Regions from separate parts of the Macaca mulatta genome. Here region 1 is linked to region 2. Evidence: chromatin contacts called from public Hi-C data. All regions are on one chromosome and are shown on one strand. Each heading gives the region's core, a stretch centred on a gene start, on an enhancer-like site or on the middle of the called end of the contact. The rest is flanking DNA. Distances are from core to core; before and after follow the strand shown. Region 1 holds the start of ANKRD63 (ankyrin repeat domain 63). Region 2 holds the start of SRP14 (signal recognition particle 14).

Evidence for each region. Hi-C and Micro-C count contacts between places; a contact is called where the count stands out from the background.
Region 1: a contact with region 2 is called in a Hi-C map of CD4 T cells, with 12 times the contacts expected there. The contact joins the promoter of ANKRD63 here to the promoter of SRP14 in region 2. A contact is called at or near these places in 6 of 14 Hi-C or Micro-C datasets (CD4 T cells, blood, cortical neurons and 3 more).

What each region holds. Positions count from the first base shown.
Region 1 is chr7:17,591,800-17,596,509 of T2T-MMU8v2.0, reverse strand. It overlaps ANKRD63 (ankyrin repeat domain 63), which reads left to right and starts at 1,353. Exons shown (of 1, transcript XM_015141929.3): 1 at 1,353-4,710. The coding sequence starts at 2,110. The coding sequence ends at 3,258.
Region 2 is chr7:17,356,174-17,360,302 of T2T-MMU8v2.0, reverse strand. SRP14 (signal recognition particle 14) reads left to right here and starts at 2,132. Exons shown (of 5, transcript NM_001265919.1): 1 at 2,132-2,176; 2 at 2,324-2,396; 3 at 2,876-2,988. The coding sequence starts at 2,153.

The DNA of each region.
Region 1 (4,710 bases), core at 104-2,603, 240 kb before region 2:
GCCACCACACCCAGGTAATTTTTGTATTTTTAGTAGAGATGGGGTTTCACCATGTTGGCCAGGATGGTCTCGATCCCTTGAACTCGTGATCCGCCCGTCTCGGCCTCCCAAAGTGTTGGGATTACAAGCGTGAGCCACTGCACCCGGCCTGGGATTCCTTCCTTGGAAATACCCCAGATCCCGCACATCCTTGAAGTCCTATCTTTAGAAGGCCCCAGAGCCCTCTCTTCCCCGCAACTCCATCTTTTCATCCAAGGACTGTGTTGGTAGGTATTTAGCAGATGTATTCAGCCCTCAGAAGACAACGTCCACTTTTTAAGTCCCAGTGTTGTCTTCTTAAGAGGGGGAACGTCTCGCATCCAGAACCGAGCTTCTGCCTCTCTCTTACCGCTGCCGGCAACAAAATGTGCGGCTCATGAAAAGTCTCAGTCAATTCTGCAGCTGATACCTGCTTCACTCCTTTACAAATACCCATTCCAACCTTACTCACTCCCTCCCCACCACCCACACCCAGGCTCTGATGCGCCCTAACTCCGCTCCGCCCAGGCTTGTGTATCATCCCCCTCCTCCAGGACCGAGGGGGACCTGCTGGCCGGAGGGAGAAGGAGATGCAGTGGCTTCTCTAAGCATCTTACAGCAAATGGAACTTGTGCTCGCCTCCTGTCCTTAGGTGCCAGCCAGTGGTCAGAGCCAGAACCCTGTGGCCTGGGGGTTGTTTTGTGCTCAAGGGAGAAGCGAGGGGCAGGGAACCTCGCATGGGTCCCTAGCTTGTTCCAGGGTGGCGGCGCCAGGGAACTCCTAACATGCCCGGGGCACTCCCGGATCCTAAGGAGCCCCTTCCTGGTTTGGGCGTCTACACTCTGCCCGCTCGGCAGCCACCGGGAGTTGGCACGCGGGTGCGTTGTCGGGGTTGGAGACGTCTGAAATTGGAGAGCGCACTCGGCCCCCACCCCTCGTTCCAGGGAGCGTGTGCGGGAGGAACAATTGTGTGTAAGTGCGTGATTCTCTGCACTTCGAGTAGCAGTTTCCAGCCAGGCTGAGCGCCCCCAACCCGCGGGACGTATACCCCCTCCCCCAAGTTACTCCTCATCCGCCTTTCGCTGCCACCCCTAGCTCGCGCGTGGTCTAGTTCTGCGCTCATGGGGTCCCATTTCCTTTCACCCTGGACTGCTGGGGGCAGCTCTCAGTCTTCCCCGACGAGCCCGAGCTCCCGCCAGTTTCTAAGGAGCCGAGGGCACGGACTCGGGTGGGGGCGGAGGGCGGGGAGAGAAGACTGAGACTTTGGGATTGGCCCGGTCGGGTGCATGTGGCCCCCGGCGAGCAGCCCCCGCCCCCGCCCCGCAACCGCCGCCGCATTCCCAGCGGAGCGCGGAGGAGGAGCCGCTCCCCGACTTCGTGGGCCACGAAGGGGTGGGGGTCCGGAGCGGTCTCCCCCGCCCCGTCCGTCTCTGCCCTGACGGGGCAGTCGGCTCCCAGGGCAGCCATTGCCATGGAGACCCCCAAGGCTATAAAGTCAGGTATCCAGGCGGGCGGCAGCTCCCACGCCGCCGAGCCCCCCAAGTAAGGAGCAAGCGCCCCGGCGTGGCCCGGCCCCCGCGAGAGGGGAGGAGGCGGAGGAACGGCGCCAGCAGCTTGAGGAGCGGCGCGCCCCGCCAGGGCTGGAGGCAGGCGTGCACGGCGGGCGCCACCGTCGCTGCGGGGGAGCGGGGGCTGCCCTGGGTGCGGGTGAGTGGCACGGCTCCAAACCACGAGGACTGAGGGGCGCCGGACACGGGGAAAGCGGCGGGAGAGCCGGGAGAGGGTCGAGACTCGGCTGCCGACATCTGGTGGCGGGCCAGGAGCGGAGCCCGGAGTAGCGAGCAATCAACACCTCCAGGCGGGAGGCCCGGGGAAGGAGCGGCGAGACGCCAGGCGTACGGCCCAGCAGCGGCGGGGCAGTCGGAGCCTCCGGGACACCGGAGTAGGAACATCGGGACCGTCGGCTGCAGCCGCCCACGCGCGGAGGGAGAGGTATCACAGCGCGGGCGGAGGCCGGTGCCCCGCGGGGCGCGAGAACAGGGGCGCCCCCGTGCGGAGCTGCCAGGCTGCCCGGGCGCGGCGGTCGGGGCCATGCTCAAACCCAAGGACCTGTGTCCCCGAGCGGGGACGCGCACCTTCCTGGAGGCCATGCAGGCGGGCAAAGTGCACTTGGCCCGCTTCGTGTTGGATGCGCTGGACCGCAGCATCATCGACTGCCGCGCGGAGCAGGGCCGTACGCCGCTCATGGTGGCCGTGGGGCTGCCGGACCCGGCTCTGCGCGCGCGCTTCGTGCGGCTGCTGCTTGAGCAGGGTGCTGCCGTGAACCTGCGGGACGAGCGCGGCCGCACCGCACTCAGTCTGGCGTGCGAGCGAGGCCACCTGGACGCCGTGCAGCTGCTGGTGCAGTTCAGTGGTGACCCCGAGGCGGCCGACTCTGCGGGCAACAGCCCGGTGATGTGGGCGGCGGCCTGCGGCCACGGGGCAGTGCTCGAGTTCCTGGTGCGGTCCTTCCGCCGCCTAGGCCTGCGCCTCGACCGCACCAACCGTGCGGGGCTCACCGCGCTGCAACTGGCTGCCGCCCGCGGCCACGGGACCTGTGTGCAGGCCCTCACCGGGCCCTGGGGCCGCGCCGCCGCCGCAGCCGCGGCCCGGGGCTCCAACTCCGATAGTCCCCCTGGCCACCCCGCCCCCGCGCCCAGCCCCGAGCGTCGACGACCCAGCCCCCGCCGCCTCCCGCGGCCTCTCCTGGCGCGCTTTGCGCGAGCGGCGGGCGGCCACGGCCACGGCGGCGAGGCTGGCTTAGCGGGCAAGAATTCGGGCCGGCACCGGGCGCAGGGCAGTGAACGGCCCGAGCTGGGTCGGAGCATGAGCCTGGCGCTGGGTGCGGTGACCGAGGAGGAGGCGGCCCGCCTGCGGGCTGGGGCCCTGATGGCCCTACCAAACTCGCCCCAGTCTTCGGGGACTGGGCGGTGGCGCTCACAGGAGGTGCTGGAGGGAGCGCCCCCAACCTTAGTGCAAGCCCCCATTGGCCTCAGCCCCCATCCGGAGGGCGGCCCCGGCTCCGGCCGCCTGGGTTTGCGCCGACGCTCCACAGCCCCAGATATCCCCAGCCTGGTCGGTGAGGCGCCAGGGCCCGAGAGTGGCCCGGAGTTAGAGGCCAACGCTCTGCCTGTCTCGGTGCCTGGGCCGAACCCTTGGCAGGCGGGCACCGAGGCTGTGGTGCTGCGTGCTCAGCGGTAAACGGCGCCAAGGCCCGAGGCCTGCTTCCCCCACCCTCCCGTTTTTACTCCACTGGTATTTCTTCCTTATAGGTCCCTCACCTTTTCGGCAGCCGCCCCCCGCAGCCCATTTTGGAACCTGCCTCTCTGCCAAGGCGAGACCTCCACCAGCCCTAAGGGACCTCCATCTTTTTTGTGCTCCTCGGTATTCCCGGCCTAGGTCTAGAAGTGTCGATTGACTGGTTCCGTAGGCTACAGCCAGGAAGGTGGATTCCCCCTCCCCAGCCCTCAAGTTCAGTCCTGGGTCTGCCTAGCCACCTGTCGCTCCTCTCCGGCCCCCCTCCCCTCGCTGGGTTTCCTAACACCCGGGCAGCCAGGCAAATAGAAGGGTCCACCTTGGAGAATAAAGACCCAGCCTCCCCACTCTCTGCCTACTGATGCTGAGAATAATCCCGCAAACTACCAAAGTCTCCTTTCCCTCGAAGTGTGGGAGAAGGAAAGGACCGAGGGGGCCCTAGAGCCTTTCTGGACTGGAGGGTTGAGGAGGAAGGGGTCTGGCTGTTATGTTTTTCTAGGGTAGAAGCTCCTGCCTCAAGACAATGAAACCGTATTTTGGGAGTGGGAGAGTCCCTAGTGTTGAACACCAATTGTCCCTTAAATCAGCTCCTGGGTAACTCCAGCTCCCTCTGTCTCTGCCCCAGGATTCAGCTTCATTGATAATGTGGGGTCACTGCTCCACACAACCCCTACCCAGGCCAAATCCGGGCTCCTGAGCCAGCCCGCTCTTCAGCGCGGGTGCATTTGAATTCCATCATCGAGGTTCAACACCTCACCCCTGGAGGCCCAAGCCCTATTTCCGCTGGCTCACAGAGGCCTGAAAGGGAAAGGACTGAGCGCTTCCCCGCCTCCCCACCTCCCAGCTCCCCCGTCCCGCACGTGGGTGCTCCCACGGGGTGGAACGGTTGCGAAGGCTGTGCTTAATTGTATTTCTTCCAATCCTCAAAGAACTCGTGTGTTAAGCCTTTGTATATGAAGCAGAAAGCAGCGGGTCTGATTCTGAGGCTTAAGAGCCTGACAATATCTCTTTAAATAGAAGCTCCGCGAGGGGGATAATTGACTGAAGTGTTTGCGACGTGAAACGGCGGCGCGCGGGAGTCGGGAGCCCACACGAGCCGCAGGCCCAGGTTTAAATTACATCAAACTCTGGCAAGAGCTGGAAGGGGCCTGTTAAACGGCTCCTGCTTCTCGCTGGGCCGTTAACGGAGGGCAGGGCGGATGATCGATGCTGTAGGTAGAGACCCGGGGCTCCTGCCTTGGTCCCACCGCGTGGGAAGCAGGCCGGCCCAGGTTTATTATTGGGCAGATGAGTGAGTCAGAGGCCCTTTCCTGACATTGCCCCCTGCCTGCTCGCCCCCACCCCTCTGCCCCGTGCTAGCCTAGCGAGGCGGCGGGGTTGGGGGCGGGGGTCCGGCGG
Region 2 (4,129 bases), core at 883-3,382:
GCGTGCACGTCCAACCGTTTGGCTTCCCTGGGCCACGTTGAAAGAAGAATTGTAAGAATTGTCCTGGGCCATATGTAAAATACGCTAACACAAATGATAGCTATGAGATAAAAAACTTTTTCAAAAAGGGCCCATGCATAATTTTGGTGGTATCTGCCAATACAGATGAGCCAAAAAAGTCCTCACATTCAAATGGCTGGACACCCATGCAAGAGCCCCGGGCCTTGGCATCACTAGCTCAGAAGCTGAAGTCCTGGTTGCGAGCACCAGATTGACCCACGGTAGGTCAATGCTTGAGCCCCGCTGCTGAGGGCAGGTGAGTGACTCTCTGACCCTTTTATTTAATTATTTATTTATTGCCTCTCACCAAAACCCACACAACAGGGGACTGCAAACAGGTTCAAATCCTGGAGAACCAAAAGCCAATACAGGTTGGCTATACAAGGTCATCAGCCTAGGGCAGGAAGTGGGCAAAGGGCGCTGGCCATTTGGAAGAAAATGTGAAATCAGAGAGTGAACATATTTAAGCCATTAAGTTTGTGAATCTCCTAACTGGGCTCCCCATTTCCTGCCTTGTCTCTCTACAGTCTTCACAACCCAGACAGGGCCATCTTTAAAAAATGGTAAATCCCATTTTCAGTGTTCTCTTGAAAACTTCCTTAACAAGAGTCTTCTCTTTGTATCTAGAACAAAATCCAAATTTACCATGGTCACAGGCCCTACATAATCTGGTTCCCAGCTACCTCTCCATACTCCTTCACTCCTTGCTCCACAAGCCCTCCTCACCCCCACCCGCACCTGTCAGTCTTAGACACAGGGCAACTTGTTTCCCCTTTGGGGGTTTTGCTCTAGCCATTCTCTGTGTCTGAAACACTGTGTCCCTAGATCTTTGGATGGCTGGTCCTTTCAGCTTTCAATTCAAAGCTCTCCTCTTCGACGAGAACTCCTCTGACCCCAGCCCAAAGCAGTCCCCTTCCCACTCATTATACAGCCCTGCTTAGCTGTCTTCACAGAGCTCATTATCTGAAGCTGTACTACTTACTTGTTTGCTTCATTGTTTATTTCCTCCCTGCCCCTTTTAACCCAAGTTCCAGGAAACCAGAAACTTAGCTTGTCTTATCCTGCAGCATCCCCAACCTCTACAACAGTGCCTGGCACAGACTGAGAGGCACTCAGCGAAAACCTCTTGTGTGGTAGAATGCTTGACTTTATAGAGGGCCCAGGGTTCAAGTTGGCTACTGGCAGAGAGGGCTTACAACCCAGTTCTCCTGACTAATCAGAGGTAGAACTAAAAACTGGGCTCCAGCCCCTCTTTTTTTTTTTTTTTTTTTTTTTTTTGAGACGGAGGCTCGCTCTGTAGCCCAGGCTGGAGTGCAGCGGCGCGATCTCGGCTTGCAAGCTCCGCCTCCCGGGTTCACGCCATTCAGCCTCCGGAGTAGCTGGGATTACAGGCGCCCGCCACCACCCCCGGCTCTTTTGTATTTTTAGTAGAGACGGGGTTTCACCGTGTTAGCCAGGATGGTCTCAATCTCCTGACCTCGTGATCCGCCCGCCTCGGCCTCCCAAAGTGCTGGGATTACAGGCGTGAGCCACCGCGCCCGGCCCAGCCCCTCTGGCTACAGCTAAAAGGCAGCGTTTAGGGAGAATTTAAAGGATCTACAGGAACTTATAATGATGACAATAATTAAAAGAACAATAGCTGATACCTACGGAACACGCTCTATGTGCCAGGCACTGTTCTACGTATTTAATCTGAGTTTCATTTACGCTTCACGACCACACTGCGAAGTAGATACTATCATTACCCTCACTTTATGGATAAGGAAACTGAGTCACTGAATTGTTAGGTAACCTGCCCAGCATACAGCTGAACATAAACTATACGCTGCTATCAAAACTTTCTTTTGCTCTCACTCCCTCACCCTGGCTGGGGTGAGAAGTTCTCTCTCAAGCGACGGCCCAGGACAGCCCCAACGCCTCCAGGTCACTGGCCCCCGGACGTCCCAGGGCGCCGGCCAGGATTGGTGGAAGAGAAGAGATTGGTGGAAGACAATGGAAGCGTAGTAGCGGAAGTCCCGCCCAGCCTAGGCCGAACTTCCGGCTCTCACTGCTAGGGGCTTCAGCGGAGGGAGTGGAGCGAAGCGTCGCCGCGATGGTGTTGTTGGAGAGCGAGCAGGTATGGCTAGGCCTGGCCGGCAGAGAGACGGGGGCGGCTCAGGCTTTGGTCGAGACCTCTGCCTCCTTCTGCGGGAGGACCAGGGCCTTGACGCGGCGGGGCGAGGATTTGGGGCTGGCTAACGGGGCCGGGCCTGTTGTTTTTCAGTTCCTGACGGAGCTGACCAGACTTTTCCAGAAGTGCCGGACGTCGGGCAGCGTCTATATCACCTTGAAGAAGTGTAAGCAGCGGGAGGGGAGCCGGGCGATGCTCCCCGGGTGCCCGGTGTCTGGGAGCCACCGGAGTCTGTCTGCCGCGGACCGCCGCCTTCCTCTACCGTCCGTCACTCTGTACTGGGCACATTCGGGGCTTCGGGCCTGGAAAATGATGGGGATTGTAGCGGGCGCAGTCCCCAGCGCTGAGCCGCCTAGGTTGCTTCTGGTAACAATGGGTCCCAAGCAGCCCAGGGCTCTTTGTCAGGGATCCCAAACGCCGCCACTTTGAGTGGGAGTTAACGTGCTTCGCTATTCCATGTTTCCGTCGTGGAAATAATAGTTTCTCCAGGGTTTCGCCAGACCGTGGTAGCAGACGAGGTGTTTAACAGAACTAGAGCAGCGGGGCTGGATTAGGTCATCACTTACCCCCTCCTCTGTTTTAACTGTTTGTCTGCCGCTCAGCCACGTATGCGGCCGTGTTCACCAGGATGCATTTTTCCTTCAGATGACGGTCGAACCAAACCCATTCCAAAGAAAGGTACTGTGGAGGGCTTTGAGCCCGCAGACAACAAGTGTCTGTTAAGAGCTACCGATGGGAAAAAGAAGATCAGCACTGTGGTGAGCTGAGTTCCTAAGGCTATCTTTTGAAATGTAAACACTCGAATTGAAGAGAGGATGGGGCGTTTCTGAACCAGGCTTTAATTTACTTTTCCCTTTTGCCCTGTGTGGCTATTTCTGAGACCAGGACCTTCCTATACTTCAGTAGTAGAAAACTCAAGAATAAAATAAAATGAAGAAGGTAGAGGTCAAACAGTCGTTAGTTCTGCTAAAATTTTTGCGGAAATGAATGAAAGTAGCGTATTCGTCCTTATTCGTAGTACTGTAAGGAGCCGTTGGCATAAATATTTGATTCCTTAGCCCCTTACTGTGTTGGGCCTTCAGTAAGCAGTTTCTTGGCACCAGGTGATGCTATTATTTCCTTATCTTTGTGGTTCACATGGCGAATGTGCAGCTAAATGTTAGGTTTCACACTTGAGAAAATATGCATTTTAGTCAAGAGCCCTAGTCTTTCCTTTCAGTGGAGGTTGAATAATGCAAAGGAAGAGTCTTCTTGAGTTGAGTGAATACTACTTTATTCTGCTGTGGCAGAACCAGACTTACTCTCTAATCACATTAGTGTAGGATACTGACTGCATGAAAATGTAGACTAGACTTAGTTGGTAAGTCTCCCGTGACAAGTTATCTTGAGAGGACTTTTACAGTAAAACAAGCTTATGTGGTTTTTACAAATAAAGTTAGATATCATGAAATAACGAAAACCTAAGGAGTCTTCTTCAGAGGTAGTATTTTGTGGTAGCTTGCATTGTGCTTAAATATGCTTGAATTAATGGAAGGCAGGTTTAAAAATAAGATGGGAAGGGAGTAGTTTAAATATATCTTATATTAATGTATAAAAAATTAATACTGAGAAGTCCTCTGACTTTTCTCAGAACCCAGGGAGAACACTCAGTGCCACCTTTCTAAGGGATTTCAAGAGGTGAGAAACAAAGCTTTTTTTTTTTTTTTTTTTTTTTTGAAGGAGCCTACTGCCTTTCACCTCTTGGTGCAATTCTCATGTGGAAAAAGATGTAGAGCTCCTTTTCTTGTTCTCTAGGCAGAGGAAAGCAGAGTAGAAAAGTAACCATTCATGTATTACGAACCCCTGAAGTTGGGAAGAAGTATTTTAAAGATAAGGATGTTGTCTTTCAGAGGCTTTTGA